2 separate regions of the Ovis aries genome follow, and region 2 is linked to region 1. A link is a contact called in public Hi-C data. All regions are on one chromosome and are shown on one strand. Each heading gives the region's core, a stretch centred on a gene start, on an enhancer-like site or on the middle of the called end of the contact. The rest is flanking DNA. Distances are from core to core; before and after follow the strand shown.

Region 1 (5,139 bases), core at 1,809-4,308:
AAGCGGTGCAGCCCTCGGCAGCGGTGGCAGGGGTGCCCTCATCTCACTCTTTCTAGGCTGTGATTGTACCTGTGGCCTCAGATATGATCCTGAGTTCTCGGTTCTTATGTTTTCTGATCCTCTTTTTCCGTCTTCTCAGTGATTATTCAATAGCTTTTTTGAGAAATTCCTTTTCTTAAATCGGTCAGAGTTAGTTTCTGTTGCTTGCAGCTGAAAACCCTGATTCTGCCCAGCTACAACTGGTTTCAGTCAATCATTTGCAGATGCCCCTTTATTTTCTCTTCCCTGCTTGCATTCTTCAAGCCTCTGTCCTCCTGGCAGTTCCACAAGTAATCCAGAAAAGGAGGAACGAGCATGCAGAGAATTTGACCACAGCTGGGAAGTGAGCCAAGAGAACTCTGAAGAACTTGAGTATTAGCTCCTTCACTTTGTGAGGTGGGGTGGATGTGGGATTAATGAGACAGGAGGCTGTGGGCTGTTCATCTTATGTTGTTTTTCTCATCTCTAATTTGATTCTACAGTGATTCCCTATGGCACTTACAGAGCCCGTGAGGGCATGGACTGAGTTGCCTTGTTTTCCCCAGTATCCAGGCCATCCAGGATGCTCAGTAAATAGTAGTAAAACGTGACAAAGAAAGTTTGAGAAGGAAATCAGGAGAAAGAAGGTACATATATCCTTAGTGTCTCTGTAGAAAAAGAACTGTCTCAACTACATGGGCTGGTGAGTCGAGCCAACACTGCCGGCATTTGGTGGCGTTGATTGAAAAGCAAGAACCTAGAGCTTTAGCCATCAGACTGTCAAAGACCGACACATACTCCCAGGCAGGCAGAGCCTAACCTGGGTCTAGTCCAGGGAGAATGTCAGTCCATTCTTTCTTGGAAGAGAACCCCAAGAGTGCCTGCAAGTTCAACTGAGATGGCTCTCCAGAAAGCATTTTGAATCAATTTCAAATGCATTGACAGTACTTGGTTGAAACCCCAGACAAAGGTTGAGGGTGGGTGGAGTTAGTTTGAATCTAGAAGACCAAGAGCAGGTTACCTTAACCGTTAAAGAACCTCAGTGCATCTATTGTATGGGTTTCCCAGGTGGTACAGTGGTACAGAATCTACCTGCTCATGCAGGGGACTCAGGTTACATCCCTGGGTTGGGAAGGATCCCTGGAGAAGGAATGGCAACCCACTGCAGTATTCTTGCCTGGAAAATTCCATAGGGTTGCAAAGAGTTGGACACGAGTGAGCATACACACATGCACACAGCATCTTGTTTTGAGGAACATTTATTCAGATTTGAGTCCACAAGGAAGTGTTTGCTACAAACTGACAATGGTTCTAATTTTTGTTTGTGGGATTAACCAAGGAAACATTTACCTTAGGCAGCTCTCTTAACTAACCTAAGTTTTCATTTCCTGATTTTAAAATCTCTGGTTATAGAGAGTTTGGGCTATCTTGCTCACTAATTTCCTAGCTAAAATTCGATGTTTCTGTTAATTTTCTTAAGGACAAGAATCATGTGTTCTTTTTCAAATACCCTTGCATCCAAGTACAAAGCTGGACCCAGGAGGCACAGACAGCCCATGGTGTGGCCATGTTCTGAAAAGACTAGGCTAGACCCCTCTAAGACCTTTCTCAAGCCGGGACCTAAGGTTAGCAATGAGAACGTTAGAAGGGGGAAAACACTGTAACTAGGATCTGTAACCAGTTTCTGGTGCTTAGTTCGGCTAATGAAGCTGAATTTCCAAGATATGTACTTCTAGCCTATGCTTGTCCCTTGGACTGCAAGGAGATCCAACCAGACCATCCTACAAGAAATCAGTCCTAAATATTCACTAGAAAGACTGATGCTGAAGTTGAAATGCCAATATTTTGGCCACCTGATGCAAAGAACTGATTCATTTGAAAAGACTCTGATGCTGGGAAAGATTGAGGGTGGGAGGAGAAGGGGACAAGAGAGGATGAGGTGGTTGGATGGCATCACCGACTCGATGGACATGAGTTTGAGTAGGCTCCAGGAGCTGGTGATAGACTGAGAGGCCTGGTGTGCTGCAGTCCGTGGGGTCGCAAAGAGTTGAACACGACTGAGAGACTGAACTGAGCCTATCTTTAAATTCACACTGAACAGTAGAAGATAGTTAAAGCTGCGCATACGTCCAATACTGTCTGGGGCTAGTGAAGGAGAGAATTGTGAAACATCGTGTGTGTTAGTCGCTCAGTCGTGTCTGACTCTTTGCGACCCCATGGACTGTAGCCTGCCAGGCTCCTCCATCCATGGGCTTTTCCAGGCAAGAATATTGGAGTGGCTTGCCATTTCCTTCTCCAAGGATCTTCCCGACCCAGGGATTGAACCCAGGTCTCCTGCATTGCAAACACTTTGCCGTCTGAGCCGTCATACACATGCACGTATATTTTAAACCTGTGCTGTGCATCTTGGTTTCAGCCCTTGAAATTCTGTGTTGCCTGTTTTTGCTCCGAGAAGGTGTGCTGCGCGTCTTTCCGTCCTGGGCTTAGAATGATAAGCAGATTAGAAGGTCATGAGTGACAGCGGCCAGGATGGTCCTCTTACTTCCTCCGCTTCCTCTCTGGGGAGAGGCAGGAGGACTCCGGAGAAAACAGAGATGGGAAGGAAAACAAGTCCATCCCAGCGTGGGGAGCAGGGAGGGGAGAGAATGGTGACAGGCTGTGGGAGCTGCCAGCAAACGTCTGATTTCCTGCATTGCTCGGAGGAGAGGAGGCAAGTCTTCCCAAATCCGGGCGCCCCAACACGATTGCGAAAGCCACACCCATCGGCCCACAGACAGCCAACACTGCTGCTGAACCAGTGAGACACCTTGGGAAACCGCCCGAGTTTCTGGAGACATCTCTGTAAAAGCTGCCTTTTGCCCTGGTGGATGCTAGAATCCCAGCACTGGGCGACCCAGAGCCGCCTTTTGTTCACGGCAAAGTTAATTTCAGAAATGTTGTTCTCGGAGGGATGCGGTCCTCGGGCCAAGAGTCAATGCCTTCTCCCACCGGCGGCCGCGGGGCTGGCTGAGCACGCGCGCAGAGGCGCTCCTCGAGCTTTGAAGTCAACAGAGGTAGGCAGGGCAGGCCACGGTGGAAAACTGTGAAGTCAGCAGAGTTATCGCGGGCACTCCTCCCTTCCCCCTTGCTTCCCCTTTCTCCACCCATTTCCCCCCTCTCAGCTTGCAGCTTCTCATTTCCCAGGGGATCGCGCAGCCGTCCGGAGATACGAGGGGCCAGCCCACGGCTCCAGCTATCGAAGTATGCTCCCCCCAGCCCCCACCAAGTCTAAAACAAACACAGGAACGCATTCCATACATTTCCAAAGACTAGAGAGCGCACGCAGAAATCCTGGCCTTTGTGCCTTCTCCCTTAAACCCCACGAGTTTGGGGCCTCAAGTTTGAAGCCGGCTTCCTGCCTCCCCGGGGGGTTTTTGAAAGATTCAAAAGTGCCTCAGACCAAGACAGCTGCTTGGTTGATGGCTCACATTGAAACCACAAATTATAAAATGATAAATCGCTGCTCAAAGCTCTTCCAGGAAAGACTATGTTGTCAAGATTAAGTTACAACCTCATGGACCTATGAGTGAGTCGAGCTGCTGACTAACTCTCACACTTCTTTTCCTGCCGAAGATGTTTTTGCTTCGTGAACTTTCACTGTTTCTGAATACTTGAAACAAATGACTGAAGGCAGGAAAAACATCAGGGACTTCTTAACCCATGGAGCTTATTACAGGCTTTATTATGTAACGGCTGCTTTCGTTTTGTGAGACCCAAAGGAAGTTGAAGAAATCTCTTTCTTCTTGAGCACTTAACTGCCAGCGATCTGTGAGAAATGGCTTCGTGTGGGCAGCTCCACTCACTTGAAACTCTAGTTGGAACGTGTAGTGTGTGCTAAATCAAAGCTGGTTTTAAGGAATTTGGGTCTTAAAGTATCTGTTCAGTGATTTGGGCAGGATTGCAACATGAATTACTGTATTTGGTTCCCGTGAAATGAATTCTTTGGACTGGTTTAGTGATCGAGTGTGACAAATAATTAGGCCACATGCATACTCTCATGTAATGATGCTCCTCTCTGCCAGGGTTTTGGCAGGCAGAAGGAGGTAAGATGAAATGCTTGTTTGACGCCTGTATATTGCCTTGCTGAGGGGTCTGGCACAATGACCTCATTGAGATCACCTGGGGCTGCAGGAAGAAACTCAATCATCCATCCATTCATTATGTGTCTCCAAGCACAGGGCCTTGGTTACACAACTCTGATCCGGTTTCTCCAAGGCCACTCAAGTCTTGAGGACCATCAGACTGTGAGTCATAATCACTTTAGCATTGACTCCTACGTTCCCTCTTGTTGATTTTACACCTCAAGCCCTTCAGTTTCTCTCTTTCTTGGAGGCCTTGGGTTCTGTGTGACAGTTTTTGTTTTCTGATATCATCTTGTGTTATCACCCATGCCAGCCACTGCAGGGCCGGCCACGGCTACTCTTGTCTCTGCTTTTCTTGAAGTCAGGCCTGCTGTCGTTACTGCTGCTTTTTCTGGGCTACTTCAAGTTGTGGAGAGAGTTCTTTTCCTGTGATTATAGCTCTTTCTTCCAATTTTGACTGGCCCGGCGTCTCTGTGATTATAGCTCATTAGGACTCCTGAGGCTAGGAGGCACTATTTTTTTATGCTACCTTGGTTTTTTTTTGTTTTTTTTTTTTTTTTAAACAACATGTATTAAACTTACTTTTTGCAGGGAAGTATAAATATGAAAACAATAGTAGTCATTAATCCCACAGTCCAGTAATGCTTCATAGTATTTTTTTAAAAATAAAAGTAATAAACCCAAGGGAAAAAATTAAAGCAATAAAAATGGTATCAGAGAAAACTAAAAGCTCCTCTTCTGCCCCTTAATCCCGCCCCCAAATATAACTACCATTACTAATTTTTATGTATCCTTGTTACTGCACATGTATGTCCTTTAACAAAATTTTACATAAAAATAATCTTTCTGTACTCATCATCACTCTACATTTTGCTTTTTTCACCTAAAATGCTAAGAGATTTTTCCATCTGTGCATTGCAGGGATACTCCCTATTTTTAATGTCTGCATAGTCTTTATTAGAGAATGTGCCTTCCAAATGAAATGCATTCAAATAAAATA
Region 2 (5,139 bases), core at 1,018-3,517, 40 kb before region 1:
ACATATGTCTTCCTAAGGTCTTTCATACTCCACCCCAACCTGGTTTGGCCTGTTTCTCCTCTCTTGGCAATTATTTTCAGCTTCATTACCTTGATGCTTTATTTTTGGAATGCTAATTCCTTCTGTACAACTCTAAGCTCTTCAAGGGAAAAGCCTGTCTCTTATTCATTCAGTACCTAGCAGCTTGTTGGACATACAGTAGGTGCTCAATAAATGCACAAGAGGTAATATGTCTAAGAGTGTTTGCTATACTTCAATGCTATGAGACACAGGCTCACATAACCATGAACTCTAAGGAACACAGAATGTGGGTGCCCTTTCCAGAAGGAGCTAGAAACAACAGCTACACTGAGCATCCATTAGGTGCCCTCTGGCCCCAACCCCATCCCCATCTGGCTCCCAGCTTCCTCAGTCCTCAAGAACACAGTTTAAAAATAACTCCCTGGACTTCCCTGGTGGTCCAGTGGCTAAGACTCTTCTTTCCAAATGAGGTGGGTCTGGGATCAATCCCTAGTCACAGAACTAGATATCACCTGCCACAACTAAGAATCCGCATGCTGCAAGGGAAAACTGAAGATCCCACATGCAGCAACTAAGATCCAAATCTTAGTGCAGCCAAATAAATAAATATGTAACGTCTATCTATCTATCTATCTATCTCCCCTCCTTGCCTCCTTCTTCTCTTCTATGCCTTTCTCCTTTCTCTCCCTTTCTCTCTGCTAAAGCCCTCAGGTTCCTGCCCACAGAACACTGGGGACAAAAATAGAAGGGCTGGGGGAACCCAGCAGCTTCTGAGCACTGAGATGAGGAAGTGATTATCAAAGGTCACTGTCCTGGTCAGTTCCTGTTTCTGGAGCACAGATGCCAAAATCTGTTCCTTTTTCTTTTGAAAAATGTAGGAGTTTTCATTTCCAAAATTCCCAGAACCAAGACTGTCACTGTGAGCTGTCTGTGTTTCTGTCTGCCTGCCTCTGTATGGAGGGTCTGCCAAGGCCTCCTGGGCGTGCTCCTCATGGGCAAGCATCCAGGGGCAGCCTTGGAAATGACACCTTACTCCCTGCCCCTCCCCAGTTCCACCACCCCCAACTGGGCCTGACTGAGGAGAGATAAGTGTGTTAGGACAGGCCTGCTTCTGTCCTCCTAATGCCTCCTGGGGCATCCCCAGGATTAGGTCTGGCTACTGAGGAACCCTAGAGAGAGTAGAAATTTAAACTGATAACCTGGACTCAGAGGCGGACCAATTTTGGGAAACCCTGTCCATGCTTTGCTCCCTTGCTTGAAACTATCCCATGGGAGTGGGGGGAGGAGGGAGGAGGAGAAGACACAGCCACCACTGTCTCTGCCCCTAGGCTTGGCGCAGGCCCCCACCTTCTGTGCCCCAATCCAGACAACTCACTTCATGTAGAATCAGACTCTGTTGAGCCTTCTGCAGAGAAAAGAAGAGGTCCAGAAACGGGGGGCGGGGGGGGGGGGGGGGCGGGAAGGACTTCCCCAGCAGTCCTCTAGGTTCCAGCCCTGGGTTTAGGTTTGATCCCTGGTCTGGGAACTAAGATCCCACGTGTCATGGGGTATGGGCAAAAAAAAAAAAAAAAAAAGAAAGGGCAGCATGGGAAGTATTGTGGGTGGAGATGTGGAAAGGTGAGCTAGGAAAAAGGGGGCACTTATCGCTGAACCAAGCTCAGAGCTTAGAACAAGGGGCAGAGAGTGAGAATAGGCCTTGGCGTTAAGACCAGCCTCAAGGTGTGAAGGTCAAAGTAGCCTTGGTGCCAGGCCCTCTGAGTTGGGTGTGCGTCGTGGTGGCAGGTTCTTTGCGTGTGCAGGAAGGAAAACTGAGCGCTTTCTAACAGGATCTACATTTGGCCTGCTTTTCCTTTGGTCTCTGCTTTTGTTTGTACTGTGCCTGCCCAATTCTCATTCATTCACTCATTTAACAAACACTTCAATAGCCTAGAACATTTGCAGATAGCAGTGGCCAGGGCTTTCCAAAAGCGTAGGCTGGGGCTTGCAGAGGCCTCCCTGCCTGGAGCTCCAGCATCACGCTCTGCTGAGGCCCTGGCGTGCAGTGCGCCCCGTTTGCACCATCCCAGAAGTGGGGCCCGAGGCCTGATCGGCAGGGAGGCCCGAGGGGACTGAGCAGGGGACGCAGAACCCCTTCCCAGATGGCCGGCCCAGAAAACCAGGAACAGGTTAAGGGGCCAGAAGACTGGGCAGGGCCGTGGAGTCTCCGTGGGGGCCGAGCCTGTGCCCGGGGAGCGCGGATGCTGGCAGTGAGAGACGGCGGCGCTCCCAGGAAAGGGGTCCCCCCTCGGTGCCGCGGGCTGGGAGCCGCGCAGCCCTCGCCAGCGCCCCGCCCGCCCCGAGGCCCGAGCGCGAGGCGCCGCGGGAGGAATTCCAGCCATTTCCTCTGCGCCGAGCGGTATGCGGCCTGCTCGCTGCCCGACCGCAGCGCAGCCGGGAGGTGGGGGCCGGCGGCGCAGGCCAGTCACCAGCCGCGTCTGGCAGCTGCCCGGGCCTCGCAGTCCCGCTCCGGATCCCCGGAGGGCCTCCTCTAGTCCCTGCGATCAAACCGGCCCTCGAGCGGCCCCAGACCTGTGCGGCGGCCCCGGCCCCTGCTCCTCCCCGCGAGGCCGCCGCCGGCTGAACCGCCCCCTCCCCGCGCCTGCCCTCCCGCCTCCTCGGTCCCCGCCGCGCCACCCCCAACACACCCCTGGCTGCCGCCGACCCCCGCAGGCCCCCGGAATCTGAGTTTGAAACAGAAGGTGGCCCTTGCTACATCCCTTTGGGGGCATGTCCCTTGGCCTTTCTAAGCCTCAGTTTCTCCACCTGTGAAATGGTCACCCTAACAACATTGCTCGGAGAAGGCAATGGCACCCCACTCCAGTACTCTTGCCTGGAAAATCCCATGGACGGAGGAGCCTGGTAGGCTGCAGTCCATGGGGTCTCTAAGAGTCGGACACGAAGAGCGACTTCACTTTCACTTTTTACTTTCATGCATTGGAGAAGGAAATGGCAACCCACTTGCCTGGAGAATCTCAGAGACGGGGGAGCCTGGTGGGCTGCCGTCTATGGGGTTGCACAGACTCGGACACGACTGAAGTGACTTAGCAGCAGCAGCAACAGCAGCGCTACCAAGTTTGTGCCGCCCAGAGGTTGAGAAAAGGAACCTGCCGGATCAACATCGACGATGTTCTCGTTTCTCTAGGTACCGCTGCTGTCCTAAACCTCCCGGGATCTTCCGCCCACCCTGCCCAAGGCCTCTTCTGATGGAGCAGACAGGGCGGCTTTTCAGGTAGGCACTCTAGACGGCCGCCTCAGGGACCGGCGGAAGACTCTTCCTCGGGTTTATTTGCCCTCCAGGTTCTTTAAAAGCCTAAAGAGCAGTTATTTTCATTTTTTAAAATGATGTCATCGCAGTCTGAGAACAACCAGGCACGTAGTGATTAGGAGAAGTTGAGGGTGCAGACCCGGATGGCCTGGACTCTACACAAGGGTCTGAATAGAGAATGGCCACCCCGTGCCCTCTGGGCTCCTCTTTCCAAATGCAGATACCTCCCACCACCCCCACCACCACCCCCATCCCCCTTCGGAGAGTGGACAGTCGTTCAGGCTTTAACCCTTTGGAGGAGCAAGAAAGGGAAAGCCAGAGCCCCCAGGCGACGAGGAAGGTGGGAGCCACTTCCCCCGCTGCCCACACCCGCCTCACCCACGCCCACGGCTGCGGTCAACAGAACACGAGGTGGGGTTGGAAAGCCCCGGGTTTCACCGGGCCTAACCGCCCACTTCTTTGCAAACGCGGCACGGTAAGAGCCGCTCTGCCTCGAAGTTCCCCCATTTGGCCATTCGTTTGGATACTGGAACTCCCTTTCCAGCCAGAGCCCCGAGGCCGAGAATCAGCCTCAGGAGGTGCGCTCCCTCTTCCCCCCGACACACGCTGCAGCCACAGACCGCAGAAATCCAGGTGGAGACAGGTCGAGAAAAACAGGTGCTATAAACATCCCAGTCCAGCGAGTTGGGAGACACGGCTCGCAGGCAGCCCCTCCCCGCTCACCCTCTTCCGAGCCGGGCACTTCCGGCCATCATTGCGCTGCAGGCGGCTCTCGGAGTCGGGAGGGGCGGACTCCCATCTGTTTCTGAGGCCTGGCTTCCCTTTCCTGTCCCCAGACCCCCTAAGTGCCTAACCTGAGGGTTTTCTCTGTACTCTGGATACCCTCCCTAACTGCCATTCGCAGACGGCTCCCTTCCTGCGCTGATATTTTTTTAAAGGCTTCTCCCAGGGACCCCGGGCTGTGTGGCCAGTCTTCCGGAAATGCTGGCTCCTCTTACAAAGATGCATGAGGGGATGCTGCCTGAGGTTGGAAGGCAACCAACTAAATCACATCTTAAAATGTAAAGTTTGATTCTGAATTTTTGATAGCACTTTTTGTGTGGGGGGAGGGGGGTGATGGTGGGGAACAGGCTGGAGGCAGACTGTATTTAAAAGAGGAGGAAAACGAAGGGGGGAGTTAAGTATATGCAAAGAGTGGGTATGGCCGCATTAGAAAAGAGAATTGCTTTCCCAGCACGCTGGTTCCCAGTTTAGTGGGACCTTCTGAACCAGTCTCCTGAGCCTGGGACTTGTTGAGGTGCATACAGCTCGCTGAGAAAGAGCCTGTTGGACAGAAAAAGACTCCACTGGGGAAAAGGCTAATGAAGTTCCACCGCCTGGGGCTAAGGGATTCAGACACAAAAATTGTCCCCAGGATCTCAGAGAATCTCATGCCTCCAGGAGAGAGTGGCAAAGAGCAAGGCAAGTTTGGAGATGATGAGTGAAACAGATCTGAACCACCAGTTTTCAAATGTGACTGTAAAAATAAGCTCTCACTAAATACTAAATAGAGCCCTGGTTTGAAAATGAAGTCACATCCCCTTCCCAGTGTGGGTGCTTACTCTACAGTGTCTGTGCACAGGAAACACTTGCCCAGCTCATCACATTGAACCCTACTTAGATTGTACTATTGCTAATTGCTAAGTCACTTCAGTCGAGTCTGACTCTGTGTGACCCCATAGACGGCAGCCCACCAGGCTCCCCCGTCCCTGGGATTCTCCAGGCAAGAACACTGGATTGGGTTGCCATTTCCTTCTCCAATGCATGAAAGCGAA

Evidence for each region. A called contact is a pair of places that touch in the nucleus more often than the background predicts.
Region 2: a Hi-C map of blood shows a contact between it and region 1, with 2.1 times the contacts expected there. The contact joins the promoter of LOC132659412 here to the enhancer-like site in region 1. A contact is called at or near these places in 5 of 16 Hi-C or Micro-C datasets (blood, retroperitoneal adipose tissue and skin fibroblasts).

What each region holds. Positions count from the first base shown.
Region 1 is chr3:81,931,775-81,936,913 of ARS-UI_Ramb_v3.0, reverse strand. The region is part of intron 5 of LOC105606919 (a long non-coding RNA gene); the gene reads left to right. Among named protein-coding and RNA genes, the nearest start is that of EML4, 29 kb to the right of the region's middle. Within about 2 kb of position 3,058, at least 30 of the 54 cell types and tissues checked have an H3K27ac peak or open chromatin away from gene starts, as enhancers often do.
Region 2 is chr3:81,970,553-81,975,691 of ARS-UI_Ramb_v3.0, reverse strand. LOC132659412 reads left to right here and starts at 2,267. Exons shown (of 2, transcript XM_060412233.1): 1 at 2,267-2,416; 2 at 3,203-5,027. The coding sequence starts at 3,504. The coding sequence ends at 4,178. It overlaps LOC105606919 (a long non-coding RNA gene), which reads left to right and starts at 2,399. Exons shown (of 8, transcript XR_009599853.1): 1 at 2,399-3,289.